Linked DNA regions of Oryctolagus cuniculus: region 1 is linked to region 2. A link is a contact called in public Hi-C data. All regions are on one chromosome and are shown on one strand. The core of a region is the stretch at or near the end of the contact, and the rest is flanking DNA. Distances in the headings are between cores, read along the strand shown.

Region 1 (6,255 bases), core at 1,768-4,267, 56 kb before region 2:
GAGCCCCCAACTTGGGACACCATTCACCCTCATTCTGCGAGCGTATGCTGAGCCCCTACTGCGTGGGGCCAGTGCTGGGTGCCAGAGAGACAGACAGTGGTCCACAGCGCAGACGGCACTCCACGGGGAGGCCCCTCAGCACAGGGGCAGGGGCAGGCACTCAACTCCGCTCTGTTCTAAGGACCCCGCCTCCAGGTCTTCAGCTGTGAGATGGGGATAACACTCCTCTCGTGCAATTCCTGGCAGTCTGAAATGAGCTAGCACCCAAGTGCTTAGCATAAACTAAGCGCCCAACACAGACTCACTATCACTGTTCTTGTTTTTGTCATTATTACGACCATGCCTAGCAGTATTCCCTTCCAAAATTCTACCCACTGCCGACACACTGGGATACGCCACTGAACAGTTTCGCCTCGTGCCCACGTTGTAGCAGGTGTCAGTACTTCCTGCCTCTCTCTTGCTAACATCCCACGTGTGGGCTCGCTGTACCCGTGGCCCTGCTCACCAGGTGAGGGCACCTGGGCTGTTTGCACGTGTGGGTTGTCACGGAGAACGCTGCTGCGAATGCTCACGCACACGTCTCTGGGTGGACAGAGCCTGTCATTTCTCGTGGGCATATTCGTGAAGGTGGAATGGCTGGGTCTGTGGAGGATCTGCCAGACTTTTCCAAAGCGGTGGCAACATCTTACATTCTACCAGTAACATACGGGGGTTCCAGCCTCCCCACAGCCTCGCTGCACCTGTCCCTGTCTGTCTCTCTGATGACGGCCGCAGCAGCGGTTTGGGAAGTGCTGTCTCATCATAGTTTGGTTTGGATTTCCCAGCGTCACGGTCATCTGTGCATCTCCCTAGAAGAAGGAACTACTCAGACCCTCAGTCGGCTTTCATGTACTTGGGATTTGTTTGTTTGGGTTCTGGAAGTCCTCTAGATAGTCCAGATACAAGTCCCTTCTCATAGCAAACTGTCTATAATTTGAAGATGCTTTTCCCAACCTTGGGCTTTCTCTTTCTTGCATTGCCCTTTAAATCACAGAAGTTCCAGGCGGTGGCGCTGTGTGCAGCAGGCTAAGCCCCGGTCTGCAGCACCGGCATCCCATATGGACGCTGGAGGGAGTCCCAGCTGCTCCACTTCCAGGTTGCTAATGCACCTGGGAAAGTAGCAGAAGATGGTCCAAGTCCTTAGCTCCTGCACCCACACAGGAGACCCGATGAAGCTCTTGGCTCCTAGCTTCAGCCTGGTCCAGCCCTGGCCATTGTGACCATTTAAAGAAAAACATAGAAGTTCTAAATTTCAATTTAGTGCAACTGATCTATTTGTACTGTTGTCTCCTGTAATTCAGCTGTCACAGCAAAGCTTTGCGGAAGGTCAGAGACTTAGTCCTACATTTTCTTCCATCATGCTTTTGGCTCTTCTGTTTAGACGCATGAACACTGCCTCTCCTAAGACAAAAATGGAAAATAACCTATGGGTTCACACTGACCCAGGAGCTAAGAACCATGGCCATTTTACAGATGGCAAAACTCAGGCACAGGCCACGCCGCAGCTCTCTAGGCTAATCCTCCACCTAGCGGCACCGGCACACCAGGTTCTAGTCCCGGTCAGGGCGCCGGATTCTGTCCCGGTTGCCCCTCTTCCAGGCCAGCTCTCTGCTGTGGCCAGGGAGTGCAGTGGAGGATGGCCCAAGTGCTTGGGCCCTGCACCCCATGGGAGACCAGGAGAAGCACCTGGCTCCTGCCTTTGGATCAGCGCCATGCGCTGGCCGCAGCACGCCAGCCGTGGCGGCCATTGGAGGGTGAACCAACGGCAAAAGAAAGACCTTTCTCTCTGTCTCTCTCTCTCACTGTCCACTCTGCCTGTCAAAAAAAAAAAAAAAAAAAAAAGCTCAGGCACAGCGAGGTCAAGTCACTTACCCGTAGTCATTATTATGGAAGTTGAACCATACCCGGGCCCTTCCCTTGAAGGCAACAGAGCCTGGTGGGAGACGAGACAAGGTGGGCAGAGCACGGGGCAAGAGCAGCCCATCTGGTGGGTTGTAAGTTCACAGTCTGTACTTTACAATACATGTGGATAAATATGCAAATAAAACGTATTTTATTGTCTCTGTGTTCATTATTAGAAAACGTACATTAAAAGGGCAAGGGCTAGGTGCTTGGGACGCCTGCGTTCCATACTGGAGAGTCCGGGTTCAAGTCCCAGCTCTGACTCCCAGTGTTAGCTTCTGCTCATATGCACCCTGGGAAACAGCAGTGATGGCTCAGGTACATGGGTTGCTGATATCTATGTGGGAGCTCTGGATGGAGTTCCTGGCTCCAGACTTTGGCTTGGCCCAGCCCTGGCTGTTGTAGGCAACTGAAGAGTGAATCAGCAGACGGAAGAGATCTCTCTCTATATATATCTTTTAAATAAAGTGAATAAATTTTAAGTATATTATACACATAACATACAGTTGTATTATAAAAATGATATGGCTTCATTATAGAAAATTTGGAAAACAAGTAGGATTTAAAAAAAGAAAACAATTCTGTATAGAGTTTGATATCTTGCGGTGGTTAGGAGCACAGCTGAATGGCCATGATTGACTTAAATTCTCTGTGCCTCAATTTTTCCATCTGTTAAATGGGGACACAAAAAGCCCTACCTCAGGGCTGTGGAGATTACAGAGTGAATGAAGTAGCTGAGGCTCCGAGAGCATCCAGAACAGGGCCTGGCGCGCCATCAGCCCTGGGCAGGCGTTTGTAACATTTAAAACGTGGATCTGTCCTAGCTGAAGTGGAGGGTGGGGGTGGGTTCTGAGTCTGGGGGGCTGTGCTGCCCCCACAGGCCCTGTGCAGAATCTCTCTGCTGGAAGCCCCGCCCCAGTCCCCTGGCCACGGAGGTGGCTCCTTCCAGATCCTGCATCGTGGAGACCTGTCTTCTTAAAGAGCCCCCAGCCCCGCGCGAGGTCCCCTCCGTGGCTGGGGATGGAATGCGGCCCTCCTAGCCCAGAAGACGGAAGCCAAGTAACAGGAGTCGCTGTGTGCTGAGTGCTAACCCCGTGCCAGACACTTGACCTATGCAGTCGGCTGAATAACGGCCCCAGAGAGTTCCAGCTCTTAATCCCTGGAACCTGGGGACGCTGCCACACATGGCAAAGGGGGCTTTGGAGGTGTGATCGAATTCAAGATCTTGGGATGAGGGATTATCCTGGACTCCACGGGCAGCCTAAATGTAACCACAAGTGTCCTTACGACAGGGACGGCAGGGCTATTTTTTGACAGAGGAGAAGCCGCGGTGGGGATGGAAGCGGAGACAGCAGTAGTGTGCTTTGAAGTCAGAGGAAGGGGGGAGGGCTTGAGGCAAGGAATGGGGGTGGCCACGGGAAACTGCAAAGTCAGGGGATCGGATCCCACCCTCCGAGTGCCAGCAGGACCTGGCCCTGCAGTTGCCTTGACCCGGGCAGCCCAGGGACCTCCACAGTGGCAAGAGGATCCCTCTACGCGTTTAAGGCACCTGGGGCACGCTGGCAGCCCACGGCCAGAGGAGATAAAACAGCTGTGCGGCCTCAGGTCCCCTCCAGGCGGCCCGCTTTGCAGGGGGAGATCGTTCGCCCAAAGCCTGAAGCCGGAACAAAGCTGGAACGGGCCAGACTGGCCGAGCCTGACCCCACATCTGCTCGACCCCGGAGCCTTTGCTCACCCTGCCCAGGTCAAGACCACTTCGCAGACGGCCACAGACCTTCCTCAGAGGAGTTGGGAGGCCCCGACGTGCGTGTTCCAGGCACCCACGCTCCCGTGGGAGAGCGCGTGGTAACTGCCTGGGGCCTTCTCCCTTTCCCAGAGAAAGGCTGGTCTGCTGCAGCCTGGTTGGAGGCCTGAGGTGCGGCTGCAGCCAGTGAAATGCCTTAGAGGACCCTGGGCCTCGCTCCCCCTGCCCCCGAGGCCTGGCCTGCAGGGAGGCCGTCCCCACGTCCGTCCATGAGTATGCTGGCGCAGGGCTTCAAAGCAGCCGGAACTTCCTTCTGCAAAAGGCCTTTAAAATGGCATTTTACTGTCTGTCAAACAGCACCATCAAAGCCACAGCGGCCTGAAGCCATTGTGCAGACACAGCAGCTGTCCCAGGGTTGGAGCCTTTCTTCTCCTCCATCCCTGCACACACCTGGGAACCCCGTAAAGGTGCAACTGGGAGGCATCGCGGTCAGGTGCATGGAATCCACAGTCCTGTACCTGAAGTTGAATTCCGACTCAGACGCTCACGGGCTGTGTGACCTGCTCAAATCCCAGGACCTCTCTGTGCTACCTCTGGGAGACTTCCCAGAAGGCTGCTGGCGCTCCCACTCGGTTTAGTGCCCTCCCCTCTAGTGTGTGCTGAGCCCGGTGACAGCTTCTAAGAAACAGAATACGGCAAAGAGATGGGATGTCATTTTCATGTAGTGCGTACAAGCAGATGGCTTGACTCCAACCACAGACCCTCCTGCTGTCTTGACGAAGCCGGTTGTGTGCAGGGGGCACCCACATGGCAAGGAACTGAGGGTGGCCTCCTGCCAACATCCGGGAAGGCACTGAGGCCCTCAGTCCAATGGCTTGCAAGAAACTGGATCCTGCTAACAACCATGTGTGTGAACCGGGAGTAGATCCTTCCCCCGTGCAGCCTTCAAGTAAGACTACAGCCCTGGCTGACACCTTGACCTCTGCCTTGTTACAGATGCTGAGCCACAGGACCCGGCAGAGCCACGCCCTGAAACCCCACAGAGACTGTGAGCTTATGCACGTGTGTTGTCTTAAGTGGCTGCATTTGGGGATAATCTGTTATGCAGTCACAGATGTCAAACGCTGGGACTGATGTTGGGGCACAGCAGGTTAAGCTCCGACATCGGCATCACATGTGAGAGTACAGGTTCGCGTTCCAGCTGCCCTCCTCTTGATCCAGCTCCCTGCTAGTGTGCCTGAGAAGGCAGCAGAAGATGGTCCAAGTGCTTGGGGCACTGGTGGAGACCCGGATGGAGTTCCGGGCTTCTGGCTTTAGCCTGCACCTGCAATTGTGACCATTTGAGGAGTGAACCTGTAGAGGGAAGATATTCTCTCTCTCTCTCTCTCTCTCTCTCTTTCTCTCTCTCTCTCTCTCTCTCTCTCTCACCCTGCATTTCAAATAAATCTTTAAAAAACCAGGTAGCAGGCCCGTGCTGTGGTGTACTAGGCTAAACCCTCGCCCGCAGTGCTGGTATTCCACAGGGGCATCGGTTAGAGTTCTGGCTGCTCCTCTTCAGTTCCAGCTCTCTGCTGCAGCCTGGGAAAGCAGTGGAGGATGGCCCAAATGCTTGGGCCCCTGCACCCACATGGGAGACCCGGAAGAAGCTCCTGGCTTCAGATCAGCCCAGCTCTGGCCATAGCAGCCATTTGGGGAGTGAACCAACAGATGGAAGACCTTTCTCTCTGTCTTTCCCTCTCTCTATCTGTAACTCTACCTTTCAAATAAATAAATAAATAAAATCTTAAAAAAAAAAAAAACAGGTAACAAATACAATGGGATAACGATAATGGCCACCTGCTGGGACCGTTAGGAAAATTAAGTGCTCAGAGCGGTGCTTGGCTCAGAGAACACACTAGGAAAGTGTCTGCTGCCACTGTCAGGCATTTCTCCCTTACCTGTTTGCCCCAGTTCCATACATTCGTAGCTATTGTTTCAAATTGCTCAACTGTTTTTCTTCTTTAGAAATCCAACATCTACATAGCTTCTGATTTCTCTCCTAGGAATCTGCCCAACAAATACATCCAAATCGTGCAAAATGACCCAGGGACAAATAAGAGCATTTATTGCAACACTGTTTGTAGGGGCATTTGAGTCCAGCCAGCAGCTGGAAGCTGGTTAACTCATTTATGGCATAACCATCGGAAGGTTTATTCTGTAGCCAGCAGCAGGAAGGAGGGTGAGCTTTATGGCTGATGCTGAGTGAATTCCAAGATGAGTTTGGTTGAAGGGCAAGGTCTGAGAGAGCGCACACCCTCTGTAACACTGTGCAAACAGCATGCTGTCCTCTCCATATGGAATAGTCATGGGAGGACAGGCAGGAAGCTGGTAAGACAGGTCCCATGTTGGGAAGAAACTGAGTGGCTGGGAGCAGGTGGAAGGGAGACAGACAATATTTCAGAAAGATCATGGAAATGGGATCCAAAGATAAGCTGATTTTGGTTAAAAAAAAATCAAATCCATGCATTTGAGAGGTTACCAAAAAAGTTCATGAAAATACACATTATGAAAAAACTATGCATGGATTACAA
Region 2 (5,582 bases), core at 1,640-4,139:
TGCAAAACCCAGGGCCTGCAGAGTGAGGTGACCTGGCCCCGCCCACAATTCCAGCCTGCACCCGGCTTGCCTCCCTCAGCCCCTCTGTTCCTGCCTTCTGGTATTCTTGCTGTTCCTCCCACAGAGCAAAGCCCAGTCCTGCCCCAGGGCCTTTGCGTCACCACTCTCTCTGCCTGAAAGCCTTCACGTCCTTCCAACCTCTCCCATCCCGCTTCTGAAACCATCCCATGTGAAAATGCCGCCCTCTTCCCGCTCTGCCAGCTTCCTTCATAGCCCTGTCAACTTCTGAAAATTATACATGTTTGTCTTCTCTCTTCTCCACTTGACAGGGAGCCCCTTGTCTTGCTCACTGGCCCCTAACATACGCTGTGGGGTAGTTTCTGGCACAGAGGAGGAGCTCGGTAATAATGACTGCGTGAATGAAGGAGTGAGTTTTTCTCCTTCTCAACATTTTGGCATTGGCTCAGTTTCCCACGCTCAGCTCAGCCTGGAAATGTGCGTCCCTTTGACTTGCATCCGGACCCCCACTGCACATACCCCTTGGTGTGGAAAGAGGGAAGAGAGAAGTGGGAAGGCAAAGGGCATTTGGCGCGCGCCCACTGTGCACCCCTTTGCATAGGTAACCAACACCTCCAAACGACTCAAGGATCTCCTGCGTTTTCCAGCCACAGGAACTGAGGCTTGCTCTCTGCTGTGAGCCCGGCGCCCAGCACAGGGCCTGGCAAAAACTTCTGGGGGACGGAAGGGCACTGGATCACAGAGTTTCTGCAAATAGCTGGAGGTCATCAAAGTAGCACGTGGTGCAGCCAGACGTTGACCCCAAGCTTGTGCCATGCCGGCCTGTGCTCTGCAGCCACCCCAGGTGGCCACGGAAACTCAAGGCGCATGAGGGCAGTGCTCACCCAGACACCCACCACCTGTAGCCAAGACACCAACCCACCCTGCACCCCAGGGTGTCTCAGTGCACCCCAGGGGCCCGGCGTGAGCAAACCTTGCACCTGGGCTGCCTGACGCCTCTTTCTGCCCCACATGCCTGGGTCACACCCCGACCCCAGCCCACTCGGAGCGGCCTACTCCCAGTCCTCTGGCACAAAGAGAGGAGACCAGTGGCAAACACCATTCCATACAAATGCCTCTAACCCAAGTTCATGCTTTTCATTAGCCGTGGTTTCCAGGTAAACCGCCTGCCAGGAAAACGCCATCCAGCTACCCTGAGTCCAGTGCTAACGCCCACTCAAGGGAGGAGGGGCAACCCGCTTCCACGTCCACTTCCACGGGCGTCGCACAGCCAAGGCCTCTGGCTTGGCCAGAGAAGGGGCACTTTGGGGACATCATTCGGGACCGTCACAAAAGTTCTACAACTCACAAAATACTGTTTGTCTCTTTGCCTGTGGTCTATAGCTTGCTAGCCCCTGATTCAAACTGTAATATGTAAAAAACTGCCTGATGAGCCGGTTCAGAGTTCCCTGGGCCCTTGCTCAGGGATCCGGATTCAGGAGGGTCCTGAATTTACATTTCTAACGGGTGGAAAGGCTCGTCGACCACCCACATTTGGAGCGGTACCTATACTTAAGGTGTCTCGTTTTATGGATGGGGAAACTGAGGCTGAGTAAGTGGAGCATGGGAAGTTACACTCGGTGGATGGATGAGGTCCATGACAGCGGCTCTGTCGTCCCTGTGCCAGGCTCCTGTGTGTGTTCTCGCCCTGCGATGGCCCTCCTGCTCCTGAGCCCTGCGGCCCCGCGGCCCTCCCCTCTCAGCCTGTGCAGCCCCCGCTCTCACCCTCACAGCAAGTTTCCCATCACGATCCATCTAACTGCTCTCCATCTCGGCACGCGGGACGTACCCGTGAGCAACAGCTTGTCTGCTTGGCCGGCTTGGAAGTCGGGGACGGTAACTAACCCTTCGCATAGTGCCCAGCAAATAGGATGTGCAGCGAATCAGGAGTGTGTGGATGCACAGTGAATGGATACACGGATGGACGGATGGACGGACAGACAGATGGGGGGGTGGCTGGGCATGTGGATGGGCGAGTGTGTCGGCTTTTGGGTGGGCGGGCAGGTGTGTGGAGGGATGAACGGATGAACACCGCTCGTGACCTATTGTTTGAAAATAATAGCCAAATGGCTGTCATGGCAGAGTTGAGACTGGACCCTGACGCTGCTACCGCACAAGCTGGGGTCTGCTCCACAGCTGCTCCTCCACCGGGCATGCAAACAGCAGCAGGCACATTCTATTGTGTTTACGTGGCAGGCGTGCATGCAGCATCCCTGCCACGGCTCGGCGGCCCCTTTATTGGCACCACCTTTGCTACCAAGAAAATGATGCTCAGAGAGGTAGGTCATCTTGCCCAAAGCCACACAGCGAAATCACATCCTAGCCCTCAGACTCTCTGCCAACAGCCCCTGGCTCCCCCCCCCCCCCTCCACCGGCCTTCCTCCTGCTCCGGCCCCTCCCCCGGGCTCACCTCCATCTGCATAGGTCTCGGTGCCATAGCCATCCTGCAAGCCATTGTTCCAAGTCCCCTCATACTTGGCACCGCTGCTGGTGCTCTGCCGGGTTCCGTAGCGTCCCTTGAAGCCATGCGTCCACTCGCCCTTGTACAGCCAGCGCCCCTTGGTCTCTATGCCCAGCCCATGCCGCTTGCCCTGGCTCCAGTAGCCTTCAAAGGTGTTTCCGCTGGGCCAGGTGTAGACGCCTGCCACTTCAAAGCCGAAGTTCCAGGAGCCGGAGTATTCGCCCTGGCCCTTGGGGCCCGTGCACAGCCCGTGTCCGTGGGCCTTCCCCCCCTCCCAGCCCCCACAGTACGCCCCGCCGTCATCAAAGTCAAAGCGGCCCCCGCTCATGGCATCCTCGCCTCCGGCCACCTGCCCGGCCTCCAGCTTGGGCGACGCCCTGCAGCACCCTCAGGGCTGGGCCCCAGACTCACCACCGCGCCCCACAACAGGGGGAGCGAGAGGCCAGCAGAGGCTGAAGGAGCCCAGCAGCCAGGTCAGTGCCGGGTGGGCTGGGCAGAGCCATGCCTGGGAGGCCCCCCTCAGTCAGCCAGGGGCAGGCTGCCCCTCGGGAGGGGGTCAGGTGGGGAAGAGGCACAGCCCCCACGAAGCATCCCAAGCCGGGCTTCCATGGAGTCCAAGGAAAATCACGGTGATCCTTCAGGAGGCACAGTGAAAGGGGAGGGCTGGCGGGGTCCCCAGCGCTTTCCAGAGGGGCAACTCCCCCTCGGCGGCAGCCCCAGCCCCAGGCTGAATTCCACAGCCCGCTGGCCCCCTTCTCCTGCACCCCAGTGGGTGTGCGGGGCGGTTGCACTCTGCCGCGGCCCCGCCCCTACTCCCATGCTGCCCTCCCCCTGGGACAGAAAGGTCAGTGTTGCCCTAACAAGGCCATTGGATCTCAGAAGCTGCTCCCAAAATAGCCCCCTGGCCAGCCCAGCCTCCTTCAAAGTGGGAGGGAGCGAGGGGTGTTTCAACTCGGGCGGCTGCAGACCCAGCGCAGCTGGAGGACTGAGGAAGGCGGCAGGCGCCCGGGGAGTGGGCAGCCAGGCAATGCGGTGGTGGCTCGCGTGCCCTCCGTGGGTAAGAGGCCCCGGGGGCTACAGCCGGGAGGGAGCAGAGGCGTCAGCGTGGATGGAGGAGCAGGAGGCCCAAGCCCCGAAGGCTGAGAACCCCCGAGCGTGGCGCTTGGCCAATCTCAGCCCCCCCACTCGCATGCCCTGACGGGACCTGGGGCTGCAGCACCCATGCCAGCCCCATCCCGGAATCCTGTGACCTAGAGAGAAAGGAACGGGACTGTTTCACGCAGGCTCTGAAAGCTGGGGCTGGCGCTCCCAAGCCGAGGTGAGGCTCCGGAAGGCGAGCCCTGAGCTCGTGCACAGCCCTGGGGGTGCCAGTGCAGAAAGCAGGGACCACCCCTTGCCCTCTCTCCCTCTCGGTCCCTGAGAGCCTGGGTGGGGGCTGAGTCTGCATGAGGTCCCCTCTGGAATGCTCAGGGGTCACAGTGCTATTTTTTTCAATTCCCCTCTTTCTCCAGGGTCCTAAGAGCCTGAGAGGCCAGACCTCAGAAAGCTCCTGGGGCAGGGTCGAGAGCAAAGGGCCTGGGTGGGTCACGAGTGCTCAGGTTCCCACCAAACTCCAGGAAGAAAGAACAAATAAATCTGAAGAAGCTGCCGCCGGGGGCTGATGGCTGTAAATCCCCACTGAGCCCAGGGTGCCGGGGTGGGGGCGGGGGTGGGGAGTCATTCCGGGAAAGGTACGGGCCACGGAGAAGAGGAAGCTGGGCACGTGTGACTGTTGGGGACGGGGTCGCTGGAGAAGCAAGCACAGGAGGACATTCCACTGTTAACTGACTTCCAGCCTTTCTGACCTGTCCCCAGATCTCCCGAGGACTTGAGGCCACTCAACGTCGCTGCAGAAGTTTTGTTCTTAAAGTGGCTGGAAACCATTCCCTCTTTTCCTGCTGCCCAGAGCCAGTTCTCAGGACTTGGCAGTGTTGGGGCCCCCGACCTTGAGGGAGCCCCTTCCTCGTGCACATTTCCACCCGGGGCAGAAACACCCAGGCACTACCGGTGTGGGCTGCTGCCAGGCTAACAGGCAGCAGTGACGGCGGATACAGACCACCACCTAGGTAGCGGGAGTCACCCCCTGGCCAGGTTGACTGACAGCCTGCTGGCACGGCCCACCTCCCACAACACCTCAACGCCTCCTCCGGGGTTCTGCTTTGACCATGTCTCACCAAAGTCTTCGGAGAATCACATGTTTCCTTCCACTGTGCTGTCCCAGGAAGAGGGAAGAGCATCTCAAACCGGAAGCTGGCGTTGGGGCTGCCTGAGTCACACCCTCTGTGTTCACGTCTGGCCCAGCAGCTGAGACGCTGGTTGAAACGCCCACGTCCGCATCACAGAGCCTGGGCTTGAGTCACAGCTCCCGAGTCCGGCTTCCTGCCACTGCCCACCCCGGCAGGCAGCGATGGCTCGAGTGATCAGGCTCCTGCCTCCTGCATGGGAGACCTGGACTGACTTCCCAGCTCCCAGCTTGCCCCTTGGCCCCATCCCAACCACTGCAGACATCTGGGAGTGAACCAGCAAGCAGGCGGGAGCTTGCTGTCTGCTTTCTCTGTCTCTGCTTCTCAAAGAAATTTTTTAAATACTTTTTTTTTTTTTTTAATGCCAGGCAGGTCACCATGATTCTGTCCTACAGCTAAGTGGCCACGGCCGTGTCCCAGTGGAGCCGCTCTACCTGTAGCCATTTAGCCACTGCTCACCCCCAGCAGCTCCCCACGGGGGTCCCTCCCAAGGGTTACTCCACAAAAGACGCACCCGTAAAACTGAAAAAACAGATTTGAGAGCTCCGCCCCAGACCCGAGACCCAGAGTGGGAGAAAACCGTGACAACAATGCCCTTTTTAAAAGCTCCCTTAAAAGCTCCTCAGACAGGGGTGGGGGCTGTGGCACAGCGGGTTAATACCCTGGCCTGAGGCGCCAGCATCCCATATGGGCATCAGTTCGAGTCCTGGCTGCTCCACTTCTGATCCAGCTCTCTGCTGTGGCCTGGGAGAGCAGTGGAAGATGGCCCAAGTCCTTGGGCC

The links. A called contact is a pair of places that touch in the nucleus more often than the background predicts.
Region 1: a contact with region 2 is called in a Hi-C map of psoas muscle, with 8 times the contacts expected there. The contact joins the enhancer-like site here to the promoter of JPH2 in region 2. A contact is called at or near these places in 3 of 6 Hi-C or Micro-C datasets (ear pinna, psoas muscle and an unstated tissue).

The regions. Positions count from the first base shown.
Region 1 is chr11:14,927,558-14,933,812 of mOryCun1.1, reverse strand. All of the region lies in intron 2 of JPH2 (junctophilin 2), which reads right to left. Among named protein-coding and RNA genes, the nearest start is that of TRNAE-CUC, 43 kb to the right of the region's middle. Within about 2 kb of position 3,017, at least 1 of the 8 cell types and tissues checked has an H3K27ac peak or open chromatin away from gene starts, as enhancers often do.
Region 2 is chr11:14,872,419-14,878,000 of mOryCun1.1, reverse strand. It overlaps JPH2 (junctophilin 2), which reads right to left and starts at 2,889. Exons shown (of 6, transcript NM_001081998.1): 1 at 2,468-2,889. The coding sequence starts at 2,846. LOC138844291 (a long non-coding RNA gene) reads left to right here and starts at 3,391. Exons shown (of 2, transcript XR_011379880.1): 1 at 3,391-3,575; 2 at 4,030-5,582.